Linked DNA regions of Mus musculus: all the other regions are linked to region 1. Evidence: chromatin contacts called from public promoter capture Hi-C data. All regions are on one chromosome and are shown on one strand. The core of a region is the stretch at or near the end of the contact, and the rest is flanking DNA. Distances in the headings are between cores, read along the strand shown. Region 1 holds the start of Pcsk7 (proprotein convertase subtilisin/kexin type 7). Region 2 holds the start of Arcn1 (archain 1). Region 3 holds the start of Ddx6 (DEAD (Asp-Glu-Ala-Asp) box polypeptide 6). Region 4 holds the start of Ccdc84 (coiled-coil domain containing 84). Region 5 holds the start of Kmt2a (lysine (K)-specific methyltransferase 2A).

Region 1 (2,700 bases), core at 180-2,679:
CTGCAGCAGTCTTGGTGTCCAGACATACACTTGGATGGTACCGACTTAAAACATTCTGGAAAGACTGTTTTACCAAAGACTCCTTGGACCTCCCTTCCTCTGTATACCAGGCTGGCCTGGAACTCAAGAGAGCCAGCCTGCTTCCGCTTCCAGAGTGCTGGGATAACAAAGGTGTGTGCCACCAACATCCGGCTTAAACAAGCTTTCTTTATATAATAAAGGTTGGCTGAGAACTCTTGCTTCCACCCCTTTACTGCTGTTATTATAGGTGTGGGCCACCATGTCCTTAAGTTCCATGGCATATTTCCTATTACATTCTTCCTGCCCCTGGGGCTGCTTCAATTTGGCCCAAGATACCCAGGTGTCTTCCCTAGTCTGCATATAAGTAAATCCAAAGTCTGGTTTGATAGCAGCCATCCACTCAGGCAGGCTCCTACAATCTCTGTAGGTTCCAACAGAGATTTCTGGAAGAGAAACCGAGTTTTGTTTTTGTTTTGTTTTGTTTGTTTGTTTGTTTTTTTCTCCCTGTGGTCCAGAGGCACAGCAGCACTTATTCTCAGACCTCTGAGCAAGAAATCTTAAGCACTTTCTGAAAATAGACTCCCATCACCCTCAACTAAGGTAGACGGGCACCTTTCCTGCTCAAGATTCTGCTCTTAAACCACCGTCCTTCAAGCCCCGCCTCCCCACTCACAGGAACCAGGGTCTGTACAGAGTGAGTTTTCTGATGCCCCCACTCCCACGCGGACTCAGCTGCTCCGTGCAATGTGCCTCTCTCTCCTTAGGACCGATGCTGTCCGGAACCTACGACCCGGAGACCCGGTCCCTCTGGGGTCGCCCACGCCAGGACCCAAGGTGCCCTCAGCGAAGGACCTCCTCCGCAGACGCCGACCAGCCCCGGTCCATGGTCCCCCGTATATCCGAGGTCCAGCCTCCACTACATTTCTTCCCGACTCACCCACAGCCTCTGTTGCTACTGTCGCTGCTGCTGCTGCCGCCGCAGCCCCCACCCTACGGAAACTCTCGGCTTCCCCGGAGCCGGAGGCGCCACTGACAGCGACATCACTTCCGCCCGGCGCCGCAGCCAATCAGCGGCTGGGCCTGCGGCCTCTTGACCAGCGGGCCGAGCTCCGGGCGCTCCGCCGACAGCTTCTGTCACAGGCCCGTGAGGGCTGTGGGAGTTCCGGCGCCTCGAATCCTCGTGTCCTCCGCCACAGGACCCCCTCCGCCACAGGGCCCTCGTCCTTCATGGCGTCCTCTGTAAGGACCATCCCGGTTCCGACCTCTAAACACCCCTCGCGGCTCTTCTCCGTCGGACTGCCATAGCCTTGACTCTTCCCCATAAACTCCTCAGAGAGGCTCTCGCCTCCATCCGGCCGCCGTCTCTCTGGCCCGCGTGTCCCTCGGGCTCCGCTTGGGTCTCAGGGCTGGTCCCCTCAGCGGCTCCGTTGTCCGGTCGCTGTCCGCGCCTGCCGCCAGAGGGCGCCGTCGGTGGCGGCCGCTCACCCCGCGGGTTCCGCTCCTCTCGCCGCCCCGGCCTCGCCCCCTTGCGCTCGCGCCGCCGGAAGTGGGAGGTGCCGCGCGCGGGCCAGCGCTCGACCCCTCCCCCAGGCTTGGCCGCCCCCTCCCCCGCTCCGCCCGCTCAGGTGCGTCCCTTCCCTCCCCCCCGCTTGGCTCCCCGGGGGCGCGGCGCGGGAGGTGTGTGCGGGGCGGCGCGCGCGGGTCGGGACGGCGGGACTAGGGGGGCGCGGCGGAGGAGGAGGGGGCGGCGGGGAGGGGGCGGCGGGGACAGGGGCGGGAGCCCGGCCTGGGAGTGGGACGGGAGCTGGCGGCCGGTGAGGACGGAGGGGAAGGGGTGGAGGTGGCGCTGGCCAGTGCCAAGGGCCAGCGTAGCGGCAGCTCCCTGTGAAGAGTGGCGGTGACCACCCGGCGCAGCTTCCCCCCATTGTCCCCTTCTGCGTCGCCGCCTGACTGGTGACCATCACTGCCTTGCGGGATTCCCTTGGGCACACTGGGCTCTTGAGCCAGATGTGCGACCCCACCCCCCATCCCTCTCGTTTGGGGCTCTAGCTGCGGAGTTTCACGTATGACCCTTGCCCTAAGGTTTTCGTTTACTGGGCATCGGTGACCCAGACCTTGTTCCCTGTTGGAGGCAATGATCTCGACCCTATTGTAGGCAGACTGATTGCATCCGAGATGCAATAATGGCGTTTCAGGGCCCATTTTCACCTAGGAGCTTTTTATTATGAGAGGAAACTGAGGCACTGAGCTGTGACTATTGATTCAGCCCGACTCGGTATCTGCTCTTGTGCATTCTTCTGGGTTCAGAGATATTCTATTCATGGGATGCTGTCAAAATAAAAGCAGGAATGGGAACTAATCCTACTTTTACCACCTAGTTTTTCTTGTTACCATAGAAGGCCGAGTTTATTTTGCAGCAAAAAAGATGCTCTTAAAAATAAAAATGTAAAAAACCGTCTTCTTGGGTTCCCTTACTTGAGTTACCATGTTTTTCAACATCTCCCTTTTCTCCTGGAGTAACTGAGTAGTAGCCTGTGACTCAATGGTAACTTGTTAGTGGGGCGTTGGCAGATACCAGACATTCCCATCTGTAGGAAAGGAATACTGTCAGGCTAAAAGACACCCCACAGAGATGGTCCGGGGTGACTTGTTCTTGGAAACACCTCACATAAACCCTAT
Region 2 (2,700 bases), core at 83-2,582, 1.1 Mb after region 1:
GTTATACAGCCTCTAAGGCGCGCCTGACCAAGGACACTTGTGAACATACATTTTCTTTTCTTTCTTTTTTGAGGCAGGAGAAAACCAAATCTGCAAGAGCAATATAGGATTTTAACTGCTGAGCTATCTCTCAGGACCCTAAAACAAACAAACAAACAAACAAACAAAAAACCCCAGCCCTTTGAAGTATACAGTTCAGGACTGGAGAGGGGGTTCAGCAGTCAAGAGTATCCGTTGCTGTTTCAAAAAGCCCCAGTTCGATTCCCAGCACCCATATCAGGCAGCGCCTGCATTCGCAGGCACATGTCTGAACACACATAGGATTTAAAAATAAAATAATTACATATTGAAGATAAACCGTACAGTTCAGTGGCTTTCAGGATATCTGCCTCTGGGTAATTCCATGGCACTTACATTCCAAACATAATGCACTAGCCGCTATGTCCTAGTCTTCTGGAACTCCGATAAATCACTTATAAGCTTTCTAATTTCACAGATATCCCTGGTTTAGTCATTGCAAACAAATAGTGGCCTTTGCATCTGTTTCTTTACACCTGTTTTCAAGGCTAATCTATGTTGTATGTGTCAGTATTTTATTAGTGCTTTGCTTCTCAAGACAGGGTTTCTCTGTGTAGCTCTCTCTGGCTATCCCAGACTTGTTTTGTAGACCAGGCTGGCTTCAAATTTACAGAGATCGTCCTGCCCCTGGCTCCCGAGTACTGGGATTAAAGGCGTGTGCCCGGCTGGACAATTTTTGGTCTTCCTCCTCAGTTTCCTAATTTACCTGGAATTGATTACAGGTGAGGGGACACCATGCCGGCTTTATTACGGGAGTTCTAGACGTTATGTATTCAGGATACTAGTTCCTCATGGTCACAGATTATTTTATATATTCCATTGAGTGTTTTTACGAACTTTAAGAAGCAGCACCAAGGGCTGGTGAGATGGCTCAGTGGGTAAGAGCACCCGACTGCTCTTCCGAAGGTCCGGAGTTCAAATCCCAGCAACCACATGGTGGCTCACAACCATCCGTAACGAGATCTGACTCCCTCTTCTGGAGTGTCTGAAGACAGCTACAGTGTACTTACATATAATAATAAATAAATCTTTAAAAAAAAAAAAAAAAAAAAAAAAAAAAGAAGCAGCACCAAATAAACGCAGGCGAAGAGAAAGAAAGGACAGAGGAATGACGCTCCACAATTCTAGCCAAACCTGCAAATCCTGGGCTAACAGGGGTCTGAGTTTCCTGGCTTCGGAGCTTACTGGCCCCGCCCCCCGCCCTTTGACCCGCGCCGTTTCCGGTTGGAGACGTGGCTTGGGGCCGCCATCTTGGCAAGAGGCGAAGCGGCGGAGGCTCCTGTCAGGGGCGGCAGGTCCGGAGCGGCCAGAGCTCCGCGTCTCTGGGCAGCAGCCCGAGTCCCCGCAGAGCCAGAGCGCGGCGCAGCGCGCCCCACCTGCGGCCTCACCATGGTAAGCGCCGAGCCGGGTTCCCTCGCCACGTCCTCGCCGGCTGGGCCGGGACCGCAGGAGCCGCGCCCGGAGCCCTGCTGTCGGCCCAGGCTTGGCACGGCCTCCCGGAGTCCTAGAGCGAAAGCTGCCGCGCCCACCTAGCCTCCGCCGGCAGCGCCGCCACGTCCGCCCGCCCGCCACTCGGGCTGGTGGTTGTCGCGCGGGTCTTCCGTCCTCAGGTCCCGCCGGTTCCCTGCGAGCTCCGGAACCGCAGGGCTGGAGGCTGGGCCTGTCCGCCGCTTTTCGTCCTCTTGTCACCACGCCTCAAAGCTTTTCTTCTCCCTCCTCCACCTCTTAATTGAAAGGGGGAAGTAGAGGCAGTGCGGAAATGGTAACTTCGGGCGCCCGTTTGAGGGACCCCGGTGTCCCCGTAGCTACCCTGTGCTAGGGTAGCGCGTACGTGTCTTTGGCAGCGAGGCTGGTGCAGAGTGTATATAGAACGTAGAGAAACGGAGTGACAGCACAGGGTTTCTGTCTTTAAGGGACCGACCGTTTTGGTGGAGTGACAGGAGTGTGGCTTACTGTAATCACAGCTGTTATGTGGAATAGGAGAGGTGGGCTGTGCTTGGGGACTCTGATGCCAGCGGAGCTTATTTCTCTATGAACTCATCTGTTACCAAGATAGGAGAGGTTATTTGTAGGTGAGGGTAGGAGAAAGCAGAATTAACTCCACCAGATCCTCCTTAATCGACTGAAATCTGAATATTCGGGAATAAGAGGAGATCCTTAGATCTAGTAACTTTTGAAGAATTTTTAAAGGTGCTTTGAAAGCATACCTAAGTAACATGACTGACTCTCTTGGTACTTGTCCTATTAAGTTCTACTAACAACTCTTTTGATAAGAATTTGGTTAGAGGAGAAATTCATGTTTGGTCTTTAAACCACAGAAAGTTTCTTTTCCAGCCTCAGGTGTATAAAATTTACATCAAGTAGGCTTGCCTCCCAAAATTTGGTATTAGACATAAAATTTCCAAAACCTCATATACCGACCCTGAGCCCCAATTCCATGAGTTGATGTTGTTGTTGTTATTGTGTATGTTTTTTCTTTTATATTTTAAGATGTTTTTATTTTATGTATATGAAGTTGTGTGTCTGTGCAATACCTGAAGATGGTATTGGATTCCCTAGAACTATAGTTATGGACACTTATCAGCCTCCCTGTGGTACAGGGATTCTAACCTACGTCCTATG
Region 3 (2,700 bases), core at 21-2,520, 1.3 Mb after region 1:
TTATTTGTTATCTCAATAGGTATTTTCTGTATTGACAGCATACGATCAACAGTATCAGGTCCGTCAAACAGGAAGGCTTACTGTTTGTACAGCACTAAGAGGATGAAGGGGGCAACCTCTGAATCCTAACCGACACCATCAGTACTGTCAATCAAGCACAGTAAAACCTCCTAGCGCCTTAAACCCAGAGACTTCGATAACTGCTCCCTCCAGAAACGGATACCTGCACTGCAGCTTTATGGCTCAGTGGGAAATTTTTCGTCCTACCCCTTCCCAATTTAGATTTGCAAGTTATATTCCTAAAACAAAACCACGAAGGAACATAAGACTTAGTTGGGAGGAGCCCCTGGCAGAGTTAATTACAGCAGGGCCCAGACCGTGGTTAGCAATTGACAGTTTTCACACCTAAAACAGTCCCATAAGCTCCAACAAGGGCTTTTGTTTGCAAATACAGGGCGATTTCTATACGCCTCAACAGGAAGTAGGAGTGATTGGGGTTCTTACGAAGGTAAAGGGGGGCTATGGCGAAGGGAAAACCCTAAGCCAAGAATCGGAGTCCGGTAACCGTAAGGCAATAATTCCTCGCCCCCTCCCCCAACTTCCCTCGCTTCAAACCCAGCTCCCTCGGATCAAAAAGCAAAAGGGTTTCTGCCCTGCAATCCTATCTGCGCCACAAGAGCCGGAACCAGCTCTGCGAGTGGGAAACAATAGGGACTCCCCCCCCTCAGAAGGCCCGGAAGAGAACCCCGAAACTGGACCGCCTCTCCTCCCCTCTTACGCCGCCGAGTCTCCCCCAAACCCTCTGTCCCCACCAACCTGCAAGGCCTACTTGCAAGCGAGCAGCCGCGGCTCCTCTCCCAGCCGAGTCCCCGGCCAGCACAGCCCTGCCACCCCCCGCAGGGCTGCCCTGCCTCGCACTCCCAACCTCACTCGGGTGTCCCGGCCGGTGTTCCGTCCCCGCTCCCGTCTACCGCACCGCTCGTCCAGAGCTCCCCGCCGCTCCTCCTCCATACCCCGCACACGCCACATTCCTCGGTTCCACTCCTCTCCGCCGCCCCCGCTCTTCTCAGCGGCCACCCGCCCGTCCTCCCGGGCCAGGCCTGGGCCTCGGGCTTCTGCCCGAAGGGGGCTCCCTGATACCCTCAGGATCCTGCCGACCCCGACCACGCCGCCTCACCCCACGCCCCGCGGCTCGGGCCCGAGTCCTACCACCGAGGCCACTCCCGCTCCGCACCCTCGGTCCTTTATTGTTGACTCGAAGCTCCCAAAATGGCGGCGGCTCCTTCCTCCTCGGAAACCTCCGCCCGCCCCCACCCGGCCCCTCGCCGCGACGCCCGCCGCCCCGCCCCGCCCCCGCCGCGACGCTCGCTGCCCGCGCAGCTCGCCGCCGCCGCCGCCGCCGCCACCCCGCACTACCTCGGCCGGCGCCCGCTGTGCCGGCGCCCCCGATGTCGCCGCCGCCGGGCTGAGCTGACTCTGCTGCTCTGCCCCCTCCCTCGCCCGCCGCCGTCGCCTCCCTCCCTCCTTCCCAGCCGCTCCGCATGGCGGCGGCCGCGGCTCCTCCTCCTCCACACAAGATGGCGAGAGCTCGGCCGCTGCAGCTGCAGCCGCCGCGGCGTCACGGCTTCCTGGGCGCGGCGGGCGAGGGTCGGGAGAGACCGGCCTTTGACGGGGCCGAGCTCAGGGAAACACGGGGTTGCTTTCGGGACGGAGGGACGGACGGATGGACGGACGGGCGAGAGGGCTTGCCTGCAGAGCTGACGAGACCGCTGGGGAAATGAATGGCGGTGGCCGAGGACTGTCGCCCTTGCCTTCGTTCGTCCCTTCGGAGCTGGGCTGACGGGTCCCGGGCCGGAGGGGACGTCTGCTGACTGCTGACCTCGGACACACTCGGAGGGCAGCCTGCGCGGGTCCGGAAGCTGAGCTGGGATGGCCGGGAGGACGCTGCGAGGCCAGGGCGTGCAGAAAAGTGGGGCCTTTGGGGCCGATGCTGTCTGAGAGGGAGCGGGAAGGGGCACCGGGGGAAGCAGTGAGCCGGGAGCGCGCCCTCGGTCGTGGGCTATCAAACCCGGAGTGCAGGCGAGGTGACCCTTTGCTCCTGCCCGCAGTGGCACTCTTCTAGAAAGAAGGGCGGATCGCCTCTACCAGTGAGGGCTCGCTGTGCAAATGGGAGACCCGTAGATTCTCCTGCCTGACCCTTACTGCAGATATTTGTGCGTTTGTTTCTATGATTCTCGGATCCTGATGTCTTATCCTTAACCTAGAAAGTCGTCTTGTTCCAAGCAAAACAAACTTTTTTGTTTGTTAAGTAAAAATCGAGCTGGGCCGGAGAAAGTTAAAAACTCGCGTCTTACGCTGCTGGAGGGCTGGAAATACTGACAGTGGTTAAACCCTTTGGGACAGTGCGATTCCTTACTAAACACCGACGTTAGGGAATCCTGGACAGTCAGTACTTAGTCACTGACTTGCAGCTTCCATATTTTTACCGCTGCTTCCAACTTGAGACCAATCAGAGAAAGCCAAATATGCTCTCTAAACCAATGACTCCCTGCTTCCAGCCCTCCTGCTTCTTAGCTAGCAACATCCAATCAGAATAAGTCTGAAGCCCCCCCCCCCCTTTTAAACCGCTGCGCTCTCCTGTTTTTTGTTTTTTGTTTTTTACTTGAGAGCCCAAGTCTACCAAACTCCAGTGCATGCTTG
Region 4 (2,700 bases), core at 189-2,688, 1.5 Mb after region 1:
GAATGAGAGCACACTCATGCCGGACAGATGGTTCAGTGGTGAAGAGCACCTGCTGTTGCGAAGATCCAAGTTCAGTCGTCGGGAGCCTAGGGATCCTACAAAGTACCGCCTCACACAAGAGATGCATTGGGAAAGATACAAGAAAAAGATCGTCTCTACCCAGGCAAAAAGCAGCAAGGAACCACATACGAGGCAAGCATAATATAGAATGGGATTGGCGGGGCACTTTCCAGGGTAGTTTTTGATTGGTGGGATTTTATGGTCTGATCTTGGGCAAACTCCTGGATTGGTGGAATTTTGTGACCTGCTCTAGGAGCAAGCTCAGTGATTGGTGGAATTCTGTGGCATGTTTTTAGGGTAAACTCAGTGATTGGTGGAATTCTATAGTCTGATTTTTTTGGGACAAACTCAGGGATTGGTAGGATTTTGAAGCCTAATACAGGATTTTTTTTTCCTTCCTGCCGGGTGGGGCTTGACTACCTGTATATGCAGGCGCTGGAAACCTGGCCACTCAAGGAACTTAATTGTAAAGATGCTGGGTTTTGTTTCACACAAGCCAAGTTCAGGTGGGAAATGAGCATTTGGTAGAGGAGACTGGCAGGAAAATACTATCAAGTAAGCTTAATTGCAGAGACCTTGGGAGCAGACTGCTTTGAGCAACTTTGGAACAAATGGGGAAAAACATATTGGGTCTGACCTGGGCGGCGTATGACATTATTCTTGTAATGGCGATAGAGCATGATTCACTGTAACCATTCAAGTTTTCAGAATTAGATTTCCCAGCCAATGCTCGGAGAAATGACTTACAGAGAATATTCTTGTGCAGAACACCTTTGAAAATTAAGAATATCACAGTCTGCCGGGCAGTGGTGGCACACGCCTTTAACCCCAGCACTTGGGAGGCAGAGCCAGGCGGATTTCTGATTTCGAGGCCAGACTGGTCTACAAAGTGAGCTCCAGGACCCTTCCTCGAAAAACCAAAAAAAAAAAAAGAATATCACAGTGACTTAGACCCCTGCAGGTCTCAGGGAAGCTGGAGGGGCTGCTTAATACACCTCTCTAGCTTTCCTCAGAGGTCCTCATTTCTTCAGGAGTAGATTTTTTTTTTCCCATGTGTAAAATGCCAATAATCTCACACCACAAAGCATCGACGTGAGGATTCGGTGAGGTCATTAGCACAAAGCACGGGGTCACAGTGTGCGCCCTGAAATTACCAGTTCTGCGTTGTTACGCTAAACTGGGTCTTTGTCAACGCCTGAAAGTGTGCGATCTGAGGTCCTAACTGGCGTGCATTCTTTCTCGTTCTTTCACAAGCTGCCGGGTTTTCTGCGGGTGCGTGGGAGGTGGGGGCCCGGAGTGAATATTCCGCGCAGCCGCAGAACGGATTGCAATAGCGCCTACTGCCTCTAGGGGAACCGGGAGCTCCTAGGTCGCCCCGCCCCGTCCGGCCCGGAAGGGTCAGGGGTCAGTGGGTGGTGACGAGCCGCCGCTGTGTGGGTGTTCCCGGGTCCTGGGTCTATGGCGCCACCGCAGCGATGTCCTCTGTGTCGGCAAACTTTCTTCTGTGGTCGCGGTCACGTCTACAGCCACAAGCACCAGCGGCAGTTGAAGGGGGCTCTGGAGCGGCTTCTACCGCAGGTGCGGACCCGGGGCTGGGGAGGCCAGGAATGTGGGCTGGTTTCAGGGTCCTAGCTGGCTTCTGTCCTGCAGGTGGAGGCCGCCCGCCGGGCCGTCCGCGCCGCCCAGGTGGAGCGCTATGTCCCCGAGCACGATCGGTGCTGTTGGTGCCCGTGCTGTGGCTGCGAAGTGCGAAAACACCTGAGCCATGGCAACCTGACAGTGCTACACGGGGGTCTGCTGGAACATCTGGCCAGGTGACAACTGGAAAACACCCACCTCCCCCGTACAGACAGAGAGTTGTACACACGTGTGGCATGGGAAGTTGAAATTGGGGAGAAGGAAGGTCGACTTTGTGACTTAGTTGGGTTATGGACTGAACTACCTGGCCAACCGTGGAGTTTAGTGGATCTTAGCCCTTCCACGGTCCCAGTGGTGTGGGTGATCTTTCTAGAAAAGCCAGGTTGCTCTCCTCTCACCACCACCACACACTTTATTGGAAGAAAGGAGTCCCAAGATAGAGGTCTTGAAGAGGTTGGTATAAACAATCCTCTTCTCTCTGCCAAGCCCACAGAAGCAACCCAATGGCCAATCTGCATTACTTACCTAGTGCTCTGACATTCGGTACAGTTTTACTCTCTTAATGACTAGCTACGATTACTCTTTCTCTCCATTCTCAGCCCAGAGCACAAGAAAGCCACCAACAAATTCTGGTGGGAGAACAAGGCCAATGCCCAGATGAAAGAGAAGTTTCTGATCTCCCCCCAGGATTATGCACGGTGAGTTACGTGTTCGTGAGTTATCCAGGTCTTTGTCAGGCACAAGAGCTTCTTTTTTTTTTTTTTAAAGTGGTTTTTTTTATGCCATTCTTTTTTTTTTTTTTTTTTTTTTTTAGATTTATTTATTTATTTATTTATTATATGTAAGTACACTGTAGCTGTCTTCAGACACTCCAGAAGAGGGAGTCAGATCTCGTTACGGATGGTTGTGAGCCAACATGTGGTTGCTGGGATTTGAACTCCGGACCTTCGGAAGAGCAGTCGGGTGAGCCATCTCACCAGCCCCACGAGAGCTTCTTTAAAT
Region 5 (2,700 bases), core at 51-2,550, 1.0 Mb after region 1:
CAGCCAAGGCAAATTCTTCGGGCAGCAATCTCTCCCTCCCTCCTTGGCTTTTCCATCCCCGCAGGCTTCTAACGCCTCGCTGGAGGCGCCGTCTCCCATTTCCTGCAATAAAGTAAATCCCGTGGATATTCACCCCACCATCAACCCCCGGCACTGCCCTACCCCTCTTCCCTCCCTCTCGGCTTGCTAACCCTGTGTATCATAATGCCCTACGCCGGGCTTCAAACCCCCCCCCTCCCAATCATGAGAAATGTGCTGGCGAGCCCCCTCCCTCCGTGTGCATACATTAGGGTCTGCTTTGCATGCAGCGGCAGGCTGGAAGCGGAGGAAGAAGGGGCGGGGCGCCTTTGCCCGCCTCTTCCCTCCAGGCCCTGTCCGTTAGCCACCCAGTTTCAGCTCCGTTGTAACGCCAGGTCGTTTGCGGAGCGCACGCTGTGGCTCCAACGCCTGGACTGGGAAAACACACCCCAACTCCGGAGAAGGGCACGGAAACCAGAAGCCCCTCACCTCCCTCCAGCGCACAGTGGAGCGAGGAGGTGGCAGAGGCCGACCACACGGTTGTGTGGATTTTGGAAAGAGCTCCAAGCGTGAAGATGGGAGGGGCTCCTCTTTTATTGGATTTTATTTTTTTAAGGCGCGTTCGCCGAGAGCCTTGCCATTTTGCATAGAATCAATTGGGCGACGCTTGGGTTTTGCATGGAGTACAATGGAGCTTTCTGGATTCTAGAAGCGTTCCATAAGGGCTAAGCCCGCCGCTCTCCAAAGCGGCGGAGAAGGCTCGCTCCTCCGGGGACCCAGCAGCCGCGCCGCACTGGAAGCGGTTCTCCTGGGCCGCTCAAGTCCCTGCGCGTCCCGGGAACGTGTGTAATCGGCTTCTCGGCTCTCTCGGCTGCGGGCCACCCGCTCCCTCCGCCTCCATCCTCCCGCCGCCCTCGCCCCCTCCCCCCTCTCCCCGGAACCCGCCTCCGCTCCGGGCTCCAGGGCTTCCTTCCCCCCCTCATCTTCCCTGGCGCTGCCGCTCCCGGAGGGCGGGGCATGCACTTATCCAGGTTGCCGGGCGGGAGGAGCCGGGCCCGGGGCTCGGCATAGAGCAGCGGCCTCCGGGCGGCGGAGGCGGAGGCCAGAGGCTCATATGCAGATTGCAGGGCAGGCGGGCGCCACCCGGCGCTCGGCATAGCGGGCCGCGGGGTACGGCCATCTGGGCGGCGCCAGGCGGGTTAGGCAGGTTCCGGGGCCCGCCGCTCCCCCCCCTCCGCCTCCCCGCCCCCCTGTGTTGTCGCCTCTCCCTCTCGCTGCTTCACTTACGGGGCGAACATGGCGCACAGCTGTCGGTGGCGCTTCCCCGCCCGACCCGGGACCACCGGGGGCGGCGGCGGCGGGGGGCGCCGGGGCCTAGGGGGCGCCCCGCGGCAACGCGTCCCGGCCTTGCTGCTTCCCCCCGGGCCCCAGGCCGGCGGTGGCGGCCCCGGGGCGCCCCCCTCCCCCCCGGCGGTGGCGGCGGCGGCGGCGGGAAGCAGCGGGGCTGGGGTTCCAGGGGGAGCGGCCGCCGCCTCAGCAGCCTCTTCGTCGTCCGCCTCGTCTTCGTCTTCGTCATCGTCCTCAGCCTCCTCAGGGCCGGCCCTGCTCCGGGTGGGCCCGGGCTTCGACGCGGCGCTGCAGGTCTCGGCCGCCATCGGCACCAACCTGCGCCGGTTCCGGGCAGTGTTTGGGGAGAGCGGCGGGGGAGGCGGCAGCGGAGAGGTAAGGGGGCGAGGAACCCCAAGGTCCGGGGTCTCGACCCTCTGAAGAACCCCTCCCCTCCCCCATGCAGGTCTGAGGAGCATCCCAATTCTGGAAACATCCTGGGGTCCCTAACGTGGGGCAAATGGCCCTCCCATCTCAGGACCCCCGTTATGGGCTGCAGACCCCCAGGCGCCCTTACCCGAGGGCTCAGACCCTTCTAGTTGAGGGCCTTTAGCCCCCGTCCCGCCTTCTTCCCCTGGACCCTTCCCCAAATCCCTTGGCACAGACCCCCTTGCGGGGGTTTCCCATCCCGGGACTGAACCCCTCCTCCCTTTCACAGATTACCTCATCCGAGCCAGATTCCTCCCTCCCTCTGCCAGAGACCTGATCCCGCCACATCTCCGCCTCCTTCCCTGGGCAGATGTGTTACTCCTAGGGCAGTCTTCCCCCTTGGACATCTCTCGGGTGGTGGCTTCATCCAGAGCCAGGTTCTTATCCTGGCCCTTGGGAAATCCAGGTCCCTTCCTGCACCTTGCTTCTGAAAACCTGACCAACCCTCCCTCCCTCCCCAGCCAGGTCTTCACCTTGCCAGTCACTCCCCCTTGTCTCACCTCTACCACCAGCCCACTCCCACCTCCTGCACACCAGGCCTCCTCGTTCCGCCCTACCCCTCGGGGAAAGCTTTCTCTCTACCTTGTCGTTCTCATCTCTCCTGCGAAGATAACAGTGCTCTCCCCAGCGTTGTCTCTTTCCTCATCTTCCAGGGCTACGTTTCCTAGGCTGCTGGTGTCAGGGATTTACCTCCAACTCCACCCCTTTCCCTCCTTTAGAGGAAGGACCAGAGGTGTGTTCGAGGGAAAATGGTCCAGTGTTCCCCTAGGCTTGGAGCAGAGCTACTTTCTAGCATTCTCCTTGAGAGGAGCAGGGTTTCTCTCCAGCTCTTGAGAAAGGGGGCCCCGGTGAGGGGTGATGTTTGTG

The links. Promoter capture Hi-C pulls out the DNA fragments that hold promoters and counts their contacts.
Region 2: a promoter capture Hi-C map of pre-B cells shows a contact between it and region 1, with 4 times the contacts expected there. The contact joins the promoter of Arcn1 here to the promoter of Pcsk7 in region 1. A contact is called at or near these places in 9 of 39 promoter capture datasets (the C10 cell line, cranial neural crest, hippocampal neurons and 5 more), 1 of 484 Hi-C or Micro-C datasets (pre-B cells) and 3 of 115 datasets of contacts at active chromatin or transcription factors (astrocytes, embryonic stem cells and large pre-B cells).
Region 3: a promoter capture Hi-C map of erythroid cells shows a contact between it and region 1, with 5 times the contacts expected there. The contact joins the promoter of Ddx6 here to the promoter of Pcsk7 in region 1. A contact is called at or near these places in 2 of 39 promoter capture datasets (erythroid cells and pre-B cells) and 1 of 484 Hi-C or Micro-C datasets (embryonic stem cells).
Region 4: a contact with region 1 is called in a promoter capture Hi-C map of pre-B cells, with 5 times the contacts expected there. The contact joins the promoter of Ccdc84 here to the promoter of Pcsk7 in region 1. A contact is called at or near these places in 5 of 39 promoter capture datasets (the HPC-7 cell line, fetal liver, hippocampal neurons and 2 more).
Region 5: a promoter capture Hi-C map of pre-B cells shows a contact between it and region 1, with 3 times the contacts expected there. The contact joins the promoter of Kmt2a here to the promoter of Pcsk7 in region 1. A contact is called at or near these places in 4 of 39 promoter capture datasets (cranial neural crest, hippocampal neurons, pre-B cells and 1 more), 1 of 484 Hi-C or Micro-C datasets (embryonic stem cells), 3 of 115 datasets of contacts at active chromatin or transcription factors (astrocytes, large pre-B cells and neural tube) and 2 of 9 other capture datasets (adipose tissue and embryonic stem cells).

The regions. Positions count from the first base shown.
Region 1 is chr9:45,905,298-45,907,997 of GRCm38.p6, reverse strand. Pcsk7 (proprotein convertase subtilisin/kexin type 7) reads right to left here and starts at 1,429. Exons shown (of 17, transcript NM_008794.2): 1 at 959-1,429. It overlaps Rnf214 (ring finger protein 214), which reads left to right and starts at 1,087. Exons shown (of 14, transcript NM_178709.5): 1 at 1,087-1,646.
Region 2 is chr9:44,766,440-44,769,139 of GRCm38.p6, reverse strand. It overlaps Arcn1 (archain 1), which reads left to right and starts at 1,332. Exons shown (of 10, transcript NM_145985.4): 1 at 1,332-1,470. The coding sequence starts at 1,468.
Region 3 is chr9:44,603,462-44,606,161 of GRCm38.p6, reverse strand. Ddx6 (DEAD (Asp-Glu-Ala-Asp) box polypeptide 6) reads right to left here and starts at 1,270. Exons shown (of 14, transcript NM_181324.3): 1 at 1,210-1,270.
Region 4 is chr9:44,416,807-44,419,506 of GRCm38.p6, reverse strand. Ccdc84 (coiled-coil domain containing 84) reads left to right here and starts at 1,438. Exons shown (of 11, transcript NM_201372.4): 1 at 1,438-1,638; 2 at 1,711-1,874; 3 at 2,298-2,396. The coding sequence starts at 1,519.
Region 5 is chr9:44,879,889-44,882,588 of GRCm38.p6, reverse strand. It overlaps Kmt2a (lysine (K)-specific methyltransferase 2A), which reads left to right and starts at 1,300. Exons shown (of 36, transcript NM_001357549.2): 1 at 1,300-1,740. The coding sequence starts at 1,315. Gm39326 (a long non-coding RNA gene) reads right to left here. Exons shown (of 4, transcript XR_870694.3): 2 at 1-2,700.